Regions from separate parts of the Mus musculus genome. Here region 2 is linked to region 1. Evidence: chromatin contacts called from public Hi-C data. All regions are on one chromosome and are shown on one strand. The core of a region is the stretch at or near the end of the contact, and the rest is flanking DNA. Distances in the headings are between cores, read along the strand shown. Region 1 overlaps Gm30863 (a long non-coding RNA gene). Region 2 has its middle 6.2 kb from the start of Gm40918.

Region 1 (4,790 bases), core at 1,195-3,694:
CCCCCCCAAAAAAAAATCATGGTGGATCAGATTTCCCCTGAAAGGTATATCTGACCCACGATCCTCTTGAAAAGCTCACAAGGAATTGTGAGTCAAACCAACCACGCAAATGATGTTATAATGAAGCTGGGAGTCTTTTGAGGATGTAGACTCTTAATTAGTGTTAGTATCTGGCAGCATGGAGTGTTCTCTAGGGCCTGAACTTCCGACATGGCAGAAAGAACCTAGCCTTAGCTTCAAGGATGCTTAACCACAAAGGGGCATTCTGACCACCGGAAGACTTGGCTACTGAGATTTATCTGTGCTTTTTCTTGGTGTCGTGTGTCACTCCTTGCTGACAAGGTCTCATAATCCCCAGTACCACTATCTAGTGAGACACAAATATAGGAAAACCACCTCACAAATTACACAGCCACCATTGGGTTTCCCAACCCAGAAATGCTCATTAGAATGGCGGAAACAGAATGGTGAGGGGTAGAGATTTGAGGAGACATTTGAAAAGAACATGGACACCAGAAGGGTGAAGCATAAAGAGAGAGACACTACGGTTGGCCATGGCTTGTTATCTGTAAGACAGACGTAGAGCCTATCAGAGAAACCAGTTTGATTCCATTCCTCTGGTCAGTTTTCTCTTCCCACCATGTGGGTCCCTGGCATCAAACACCCATTCTGTCTCCTTAAGCCATTTCTTTTCCTCTTAAACCGCATTCATCTAATGGGAAAGAGTATAGTATGGCCTTATACATGACTGAGCAGACAATATGCTACATGAAAGCTTGAAACCTAAGTGATCCTTTCTATATATTTGTGTCAGTATTATTCCTACTGCTAAACAGGTTGCCAAGGACTGGACACACACACACACACACACACACACACACACACACACACACACACACAAGTCTGCTCTCTACGTATATTGGTATTATATCTGCGAATTCAGCTGACCTTACGTTGAAAAATATTTTTAAAAAAAATTGTGCATGCACTGAACACGTAGTGACGTTTTATTTGTCATGACTCCTTAAACAATATGACAACTATTCATATTGTGACCGATATTATATGTAACATAGAGATTGTTTAAGTGGAGGAAGAGGAGTGGCGTCTGTGCGAGTACACCATGTTTTAGACATGGTACTTGAGTGCTTATAGATTTTAGTATCCCTGGGACTCATGGAGCCAATCCCCTGTGAATATAGACCGATAACTGTGTTAGCAATAGAGCAAAAAATGAGAGGTGACATTGCTCAATACCCATAAGCTAGGTTAGGGGATGAGTGAACACGTGGGAAGCAGGTAGAAGGGCACTCACTGCTAATGGAGGTAACAGGATTGAGCTGCCACAAAGTGGCAACGTTGGCCAGCTGAGAGCCAAAGACTAGGAGCCATCGGTGGCGTTGCTGGTGAGTCTTGAAGCCAATGACGGAAGGGCGGTGTTGCCACAGTTTGACTGTGTTCCCAGATTCAGGTATTGGAAACCATCCCAGTATGGCCCTGGAAGATGGAGCCTACCTAGTCAGAGGTCTGTAGCTTACTGTTGTCACCATGTGGGAGGGGTAGCTGTCAGGGGAATGAACTTGTTATAGGACAATTCTCTTTTTTTCTAACTTATAGTACTATATAGTACTAGATCTATTATATATCCACACATGGTTTTCTTTTTTTCTTGAGAATTTCATACATGTTTCCAATGTAATATGACCACACCCCCATATCTCTTCTACAAGTCCTCCCAACATTGTTTGTTTTTTTATTTTTGTTTTTGTCTTTTGACAACCCAGTAAGTCCAGTAGTGCACAGGCATGAAGCCATCCACAGGAGCATAGAAAGCCTATGTAGCTAATGGCTACATCCTCAAAAAAAAAAATTCTTCCTCCTTTAGCAGATACTAACTTCTCCTTCGTAAGGGTGGGGCCGGCAGAGTACCTCTTCCCTCCCATCTAACGGCAGAAGTTTGGTTGGTTTGATCTTTGCAGGTAACCCCAGAACAAATGCTACCAGGCTCTGGATAACAGTCTTCTTCAGAATTAAAGGAGTTGGGGCCATGTCCCCCATGTCTCTGACTCCTTCAGGAAGGTCTGCACACCTGGGAGTTATGTCAGTCAGTCGGCCTGTTGAGGGAGAATAGCAATGAAGGACCCAGGTTACAAAATCAGCCCTGCCCTGAACATGCGGAACAGCGGGTCTATTAACATCTGCTGGAGTGGATGAGTGCCAACAAAATAAAAAGGTCTATAGTAGAAAATATGTTCTTCTTAATACACCCAGAGGAAAATGTTGTCTCTGAGGAGGCTGCATTTGTCGCCAGGAACACTGGGGCCACATTGTGTCTAAGCAGCTTCCCACCAGCTGATAAAGACCATGTGTCTGTATGTTTCTCCTTAACAGCTCTCTTCGAGGTCACTGGGCACCAGAAATGGAAACAGAAATGGCAGTTGCTATAACGAAAGCAGGTGGCAGGCTCTGTCCCTGGGGGAGGGGAAGATTTAGGTGGCCTAAGAAGAACAATGCTATGAGCTGCGGGTGCTACTTGGACACATGTGCACGCGCGCGCACACACACACACACACACACACACACGCACACGCACACGCACACGCACATGGATACAGCATTTGAAGCATTCATACTGCTGTCCCGATAACAAATGAGAACTTGTATGATGCTGAATGAAGGTGGTGGCCCTGGGACTGGGGGATGGCTCAGTCTGTAAAGTGATCACTGTACAAGCACCGCGACCTGAGTAAAAGACTTAGCGTGGGAGCACATGCCTCTAACCGCAGTGACAGTGGGAAGACAGGCTTTTATCCCTGAAGCCTGATGGCCAGCCAGCCCAGCTAAATCAGTAAGCTCTGGGTTTAATGAGAGACCATATCTTGTTTGTTTGTTTGTTTGTTTGTTTGTTGAGACAGGGTTTTTCTGTGTATCCCTGGCTGTCCTGGAACTAATTCTGTAGACCAGGCTGGACTCAGAGATCCGCCTGCCTCTGCCTCCCCAGTGCTGGGATAAAGGTGTGTGCTATCACCACCCAGCAAGAAACCCTATCTTTAAAAAATATTCTATATCATATAATATATACCAGATTACATATCTATATCTATATCTATCTATCTATATACACATACATACATATACATGAGGTCTTTTTTTCAATTGTGGAACTTGAACTCAGGACCTTTTATATGCTAATCAAGTATTCTGTACTGTGCTATCTCTCCAGTCCTATATACAGTTTATGTGCACAATATATAAATGTATGTGTATCTCACCCTCCAAGTGAATAAACAATAATTAGTGTATAGTTAGAATATACACAGCACAAGCTGTATGCCAAGTGGAATCTATTATATATAAATGTATATGATATACATATATGTATATAATGTGTCAGTTCATACACTGGTTATTTTCAGGCAAAATGGTCTGATTTAAAGATGATACTATAGGTCAATATCCTGATTTACAACCACTTTGAGCTCCGGCTGACTTTCCCAGGTCTGTGATAAAGCAGCCCTGAAAATCCCCCTCTCTGGCAGCCCCCTCATGCCAGCTTAACCCTAATTGCCTGCAGTAAGTCCAATTAGAGGCAAATCAGATTTCCCCTTCATTTCATCTGATGAGGTACGCTGGCAAGTCTCTGCCACCCTGTCCAGGGTGAGGGGAGATGAAGGCTGCAGAGAGAGAGGAACCAGCCATGTGACCTGGCTGTGTGGGTCACTCTCCGCCTGCTCCTCCTTCTTCCTGCTCTCTCTCTCCTCTAGGATTGAAAAGTCAACTGACTCTTTGTGCTTTTTCTTACTCTGTCTCTCGTTTCAGGGCCTTTCTCTAGTCACACACACACACACACACACACACACACACACACACACACACCGGATGCAGGTCAGTGCCAGCACAGAAGGATGTAGGCTGTTGGCACAGCTAGTATATGACACCAGGACACAGACACCAGGCCTTGGGCTCCACGTGAAAGGCGCCCTGGCCAAAGCCTTCTCTCCCTGCCCCTCAAGGTCACAGTGAGAGATTACGAAAGGATGGAAAAGCACTGCTCAGAAAATGGGCCACAGGGACTTTCCTCCAGCGAGGAAGGAGCTAACAATGTTTGGCCTGGCGCAGGTCAGCTGAACTCTGTAGAGGAAGGAAGCGTGGAGCGAGGGATACCCCCCAAACAAGCTGCCTCAGCTCTGCCCAGCAGAGGTTCTGGGAAAACGGGATAGGGAGGCAGCCGGAAAGCTCTGCTGCTCGGGAGATTCTGGCATTCGAGCATTTGATTTAGAGCGTCTCTCACAAACATTAACTTGTTTCCCCAGAACCAAAAGCTGCTCTGGAACAGTCACGCTTTCTTTCTTTCTTTCTTTCTTTTTTTTCTTGTTATGTAGCCTAGGCTGTCCTCGAACTCTCTCTCCTCCAGTCTCAGTCTCCCAAGTGCTAGGATTACAGGCGTGAGCCACCACGCCCATCTTATTTAGGATCTTGCAAGTGAGACAAACGTTCTAAAACAGGTATTTCCTCAGATGCAAAATCCATAAATAGAACAGGCTGGGGAATCCTCATCTCTCTTCGAAAAATTATTTTAGATCAACAAATAAGAGTCAATCCTCAAGTGTGCTGGCGAAGGCAGGGCTGTTAGGCGCTATGGCAACGCTGAAGGACAGAGTTGGCTTCCAGGAATGCAACAGACACAGCATCTGGGGACAGTGACATGATGACCGTACCTCAGCAACGGAAAGATTATTCCTTCATAAACAACCACCACCACCACGTGGGCACAGCCTCTGAACCATACT
Region 2 (4,790 bases), core at 1,600-4,099, 240 kb after region 1:
TCCAGAGTTCCCTTGACAGTCTTTGTTAAGTGGTTTTAAAAATAAAAAAAGTCTACTCCCACTTTAAGAATCATTATTAGAGATTCAGAGAAAGAGACATGTTTGAAGACATTATACTTATAGTTGTGAAGTATTGTTTATAAATGTCAAAGCTTATCACCAGAAAGATGTTATCAATGACTATGAGTGACAGAATTATGATAGAACTTTGCCATTTCTTTACATCTTTCTGCAATTTCTAAAATTACCTATAATAATAAACTAACCCAAATATGTACTAAGTTGAAGGAATAAACAAAATAGGGTATACACAATGGACTATTCTGCAGCCTTTAAGAGGAATCTGGTACATGCTGTAACATGGCTAGTCCCTGAAGATGCTGTACTCGGTTAATGAATTAACCTCTTAGGGTTTTGCTGCTGTGAAGAGACACCATGAGCAAAGCCACTCTTATTAAGGAAAACATTTACTTGGGGCTGGGTTACAGGCTCAGAGGGTCAGTCCATTATCATCAAAGCTGAAACATGGCAGCACCTAGGCAAGCATGGAGCAGGAGGAGCTGAGAGTTCATCTTGTTTTGAAGACAAAAAGAAGACTGGCTTCCAGGTAGCTAGGATGAGTGCCTTAAAGCCCACACCCACAGTGACACATTTCCTCCACCAAGGCAACATCTCCTAATGATGCTGCTATCTGGGCCAACCACATTCAAACCACCACACATTCACAATGATATTAGTGATTCTACTTATTTAAGGTGTCTGGACTGGGTCACTTTACAGATGTGATGGACTGATGAGACAGCTCAGTGGGCAAAGTGCTTGCTGCTAAGCCTAATGAAGTGAGTTCTCGTCAGGACCCGCTTGGAGGAAGGAAAGAATCCATTCCCACAGGCTGTTCTCTGACCTCCACACAAGCACTGTAGCACGTTTGTGGACAGACACACACACACACACATACACACCAGGACTGGAAGAGATGGGCATGAGAGTGCTTGGGTTCCAGATCAGGAAATGGAAGAGCTCTGGGGACAGTTGACGGTTTTGTAACAACATTGTTCTTAATATCAATAAGTTACACTGGGCGGTGGTGGTGCACGCCTTTAATCCCAGCACTCGGGAGGCAGAGGCAGAGGCAGGCGGATTTCTGAGTTCGAGGCCAGCCTGGTCTACAAAGTAAGTTCCAGGGCAGCCAGGGCTATACAGAGAAACCCTGTCTCAAAAAACATATATATATATATATATGTGTGTGTGTGTGTGTGTGTGTGTGTGTGTGTGTGTGTGTGTGTGTTACATACTTTCAAATAATCAGATCTGAAGTGAGGGGAAGCTAAAGATATGAAAGGGTGTGGTGGGGTGTGCCTTTAATTCCAGCACTTGCAAGGCCAGCCTGGTCTAGTAACAATAGAAACTCTAACAACCAAAGACAACATTCCTCATTTCTCTTTCTCTCTAAGGCTGACAACACTGGTCTGTTTCTTCACATTGGTCTCTTCTAGGTAGCGATTAGTAGATTCATGTAGGGATGTGTGTGTGTGTGTGTGTGTGTGTGTGTGTGTGTCATGTTGTGTTTTAGTTTGCTTTCTACTGCAGTGATAATACCATGACTAAAAGCATCTTGGAGAGGAAAGGACTTATTCAGCTCACCCATGCCAGTCACAGTCCAGCATGAAGTGAAGACAGGGCAGAGACTCATGCCGGAACCTGGAGGGCGATGCTGAGACAGTGGACTTGGAGAAACGCTGCCTACTGGCTAGTTTTCTGAGGCTTATTCTGCTATTTGATAAAACTCAGGATCACTTGCCAGGGGTAGCACCACCCACAGTGGGCTGGGCCCTCCTGAGTCAATAATTCATCAAGAAAATGCCCCACGGGCAAACCTAATGGAAGCAATTCCCTCTTGCTTCCCCTGGCATTGGCATTCCCTCTTTTTAGGTGATTCTGGCTTGTGTCAAGATGTGACAAAAAACAAGCTAACTAACCAGCACACGTATGTATGTATATATGTTTGTGTGTATATATGTGTGTGAGGTGCATGTATACATGTGTGTATATTTGTGTGTTTGCATGTTATGTATATATGAACATGGGAGTGGCTTACTGTTTTTAACATAGACTTTAGTTTTCAGGCATGTTGTACTTTGTCTGACTTCCTTTTAGATCCAGGAACACTCCCGGGCTATACTTCTCATACCTCTTTCTCCATCTATCCTTTAATACTCTGGGGTTGCTTCCGCCTTTCAGCTATCGTGTGCAGTGTGCCTGAGTGTGTGAATGTTCAATGGAAATTATAAGAATCAGTGATCCCTGAGAGTCTAGAAAAATGAAGGAGGTGACCTCTCTCTCTCACTAGTTCTGAGAAATCATTTCTTTTACGGAGTCAGAAATGTAAGAGCAGGAAGTGATTATAAAACCATCATCTCTATTTATTTATAGACCAGGAAGCAGACACCGAGCAACTACACAGGGTAGTTTATAAACTGTGCGGTCTCTTGCACAGAGAGGGGGTGCTGGAAAGGACCCTTCTCCCACGAAAAATTATCTGCATGGCTTATCACACCACATACCTCAAATTCCCTGCAGTAGAAAAAATATATTAATTTAGATGAAGACACTGGCAATACTACCAGGAATCTCCCAGGAAAATATAAATAGCTCTGCAGGAAAGTCACTGCTGACCCACAATCCATTGTCTTGAAAGACTGGTTTTCCACAGAACAAGAAGCTAGAGTAGATGCTGAGGGAACAGAGCTGTACCGGTTTTGGGGGGGGGGGGGCAGGAGATGTGTCGTGTGTAATTCTGAGTGCAGATGCTCCATAGGATATGGCTGCCTCATTCAGGATCCAGGCATCTGGCAGTCACCTGTATCAAATTCGGAGGCTAAAGATGTGAAAGGGTGTGGTGGGGTGTGCCCTTAATTCCAGCACTAGCAAGGCAGAGGCAGATGGATATCTCTGAATTCAAGGCCAGCTTGGTCCATTCTAGGCTAGCTAGAGCTGTATAAGGAGATCTTATCTCAAGAAGGGACAAGAAAGAAAAGAGGCTCAAGAGGTGTGGTGGCACATACCTGTCATCCTAGCATTTGCTCTGCATAGCAAGACTCCATCCTTTGAAGGGGGAGTGGGGCTGGGCGTGCATGCCTTTGAGCCCAGGAGATAGGCAGATCTCTGTGAGTTCAAGGCCAGCCTGGTCTACATAGTAATTTCTAGGGTTACATGTAGACACTCCGTCTCAATAAAGAAGGAGGGGTTGAGAGGAGGGAAAACTTAAGACTCACAAAGTCAACCTAACAGTATATTGTGCTTCATACATGCCTCCCATAAGTGACTTCCTGCTGTGACTCAAGTCTAATTTTGAAGGTTTTTCTCCACCATCTAAGTAAGGCATACTCATGATTTTTTTTTTTTTTAAGCAAAAACTTTCCTTAACAAAGTAAGGAAATCATTTTGTTTCCACAAGTTCAAACTTGCATGCACCTGTGTCCATGGTGGCACTGAAACTGTTCCATCAGTAAAATGCAACTTTCTGGAGCCAAAAAGAAGTCCCTTTTGGCGTAGCACAAACAGTGACAGATTTCTCCGATCAGAAACGAGTCTCCTGCTAAAGCTAATGCTGCCACCATGTTAGCTCGCTCAGTGGCAAGGCTGATCCAGGTGTTTCCACCTCCAGGTCCCCTCGTGGCAGGTTTTCACCTATTTGGGGAACAACAGGAAGTTCTGGAAACAGAGTAAGACCCGACTAAGGGAAGCAATGTGTCTACAAACTGACAACATCCACAATGAACGATAGTATACAATCCCAAAGTCCAAGTAAGACCAGAAACACTCCTGGCTGAGGGATAGCTCACTGGTAGCGTGTACCTCACCAGCAAACTTAGAGCTGACTTCTGCTCCATTCCTGGGGTGAAAGGGGTTGAGGGAAGGGAAGGAAAAGGAAGCAGCACGAAAAAGTAGTTGGGCAATACAACAGGAAATCTACTTTTATGTTTACAGAGAAGTCAAGAAGATATGGGAACTAAGTAATTAAAGCCAGAGATCTGAGTAATTAAGGAGGTTTATAGATATGAGTTATATGTTTATGGAACTAAGAATCACACACTGATGAGAATCCAGAAGAAAATCGGCTTTGCTTCTTATTTGTTGTTTCATATTTTGTTCTGTTTTTTTTTTTTTTTTCAGTTTTTTGAGACAGAGACTCCTGTGTCTCAGCCTAGCCTATTATATAGCCTAGCTCCTAGACCCTAGGACCACTTTGAAATCTTATCCTCCTGCATCTAGTTACCAACTGCTAGGATTGTAGGCATGCACTACTGTGCGGAGCCCTGAAAACAATTCCGTAGGCCCTGCTTATCTAAAGCTTCCACACCCAAAGATCCGATCAACCAAAGATGGAAAGTATCTGGGGGGAGGTGAGAGGCACACACACCTGGAGCAAACACATGTGGACTCTTTTCATTCTTCCTTAAATAGTACCATGCAACAAAGATTTATATAGCCCTTGCATTTACTAGGTAGTTTAAGTCATCTATAAAGTATCTAAAGGAAATGGAAAGATATACATAGATTATATGCAGAGACTATGCCACATTAGTATATAAGCTCTATGGACTTGACTGAATATTCATAGATTTTAGTACTGTGGGGAGGGGGTTGGGAGGTTGGGTCTTGTAATAAATCCTCCTGGAATACAAAGAGTGATGCACTATCTGATAAGCATAATCCAAAGTGACAAAATAAATTGGTAACAATTTATCCTAAACAATAAATCAATAGCTGTAACTCCTAACATTCAT

The links. Hi-C and Micro-C count contacts between places; a contact is called where the count stands out from the background.
Region 2: a Hi-C map of Sertoli cells shows a contact between it and region 1, with 2.0 times the contacts expected there. The contact joins two enhancer-like sites. A contact is called at or near these places in 2 of 484 Hi-C or Micro-C datasets (Sertoli cells and bone marrow-derived macrophages), 5 of 115 datasets of contacts at active chromatin or transcription factors (acute myeloid leukemia, cardiomyocytes, embryonic stem cells and 1 more) and 1 of 9 other capture datasets (embryonic stem cells).

What each region holds. Positions count from the first base shown.
Region 1 is chr13:37,502,212-37,507,001 of GRCm38.p6, forward strand. The region is part of intron 2 of Gm30863 (a long non-coding RNA gene); the gene reads right to left. Among named protein-coding and RNA genes, the nearest start is that of Gm29590, 4.0 kb to the right of the region's middle. Within about 2 kb of position 2,445, at least 25 of the 459 cell types and tissues checked have an H3K27ac peak or open chromatin away from gene starts, as enhancers often do. A contact at or near this core is called in Sertoli cells, where this site is marked.
Region 2 is chr13:37,738,507-37,743,296 of GRCm38.p6, forward strand. No RefSeq gene overlaps it. Among named protein-coding and RNA genes, the nearest start is that of Gm40918, 6.2 kb to the left of the region's middle. Within about 2 kb of position 2,850, at least 30 of the 459 cell types and tissues checked have an H3K27ac peak or open chromatin away from gene starts, as enhancers often do. A contact at or near this core is called in Sertoli cells, where this site is marked.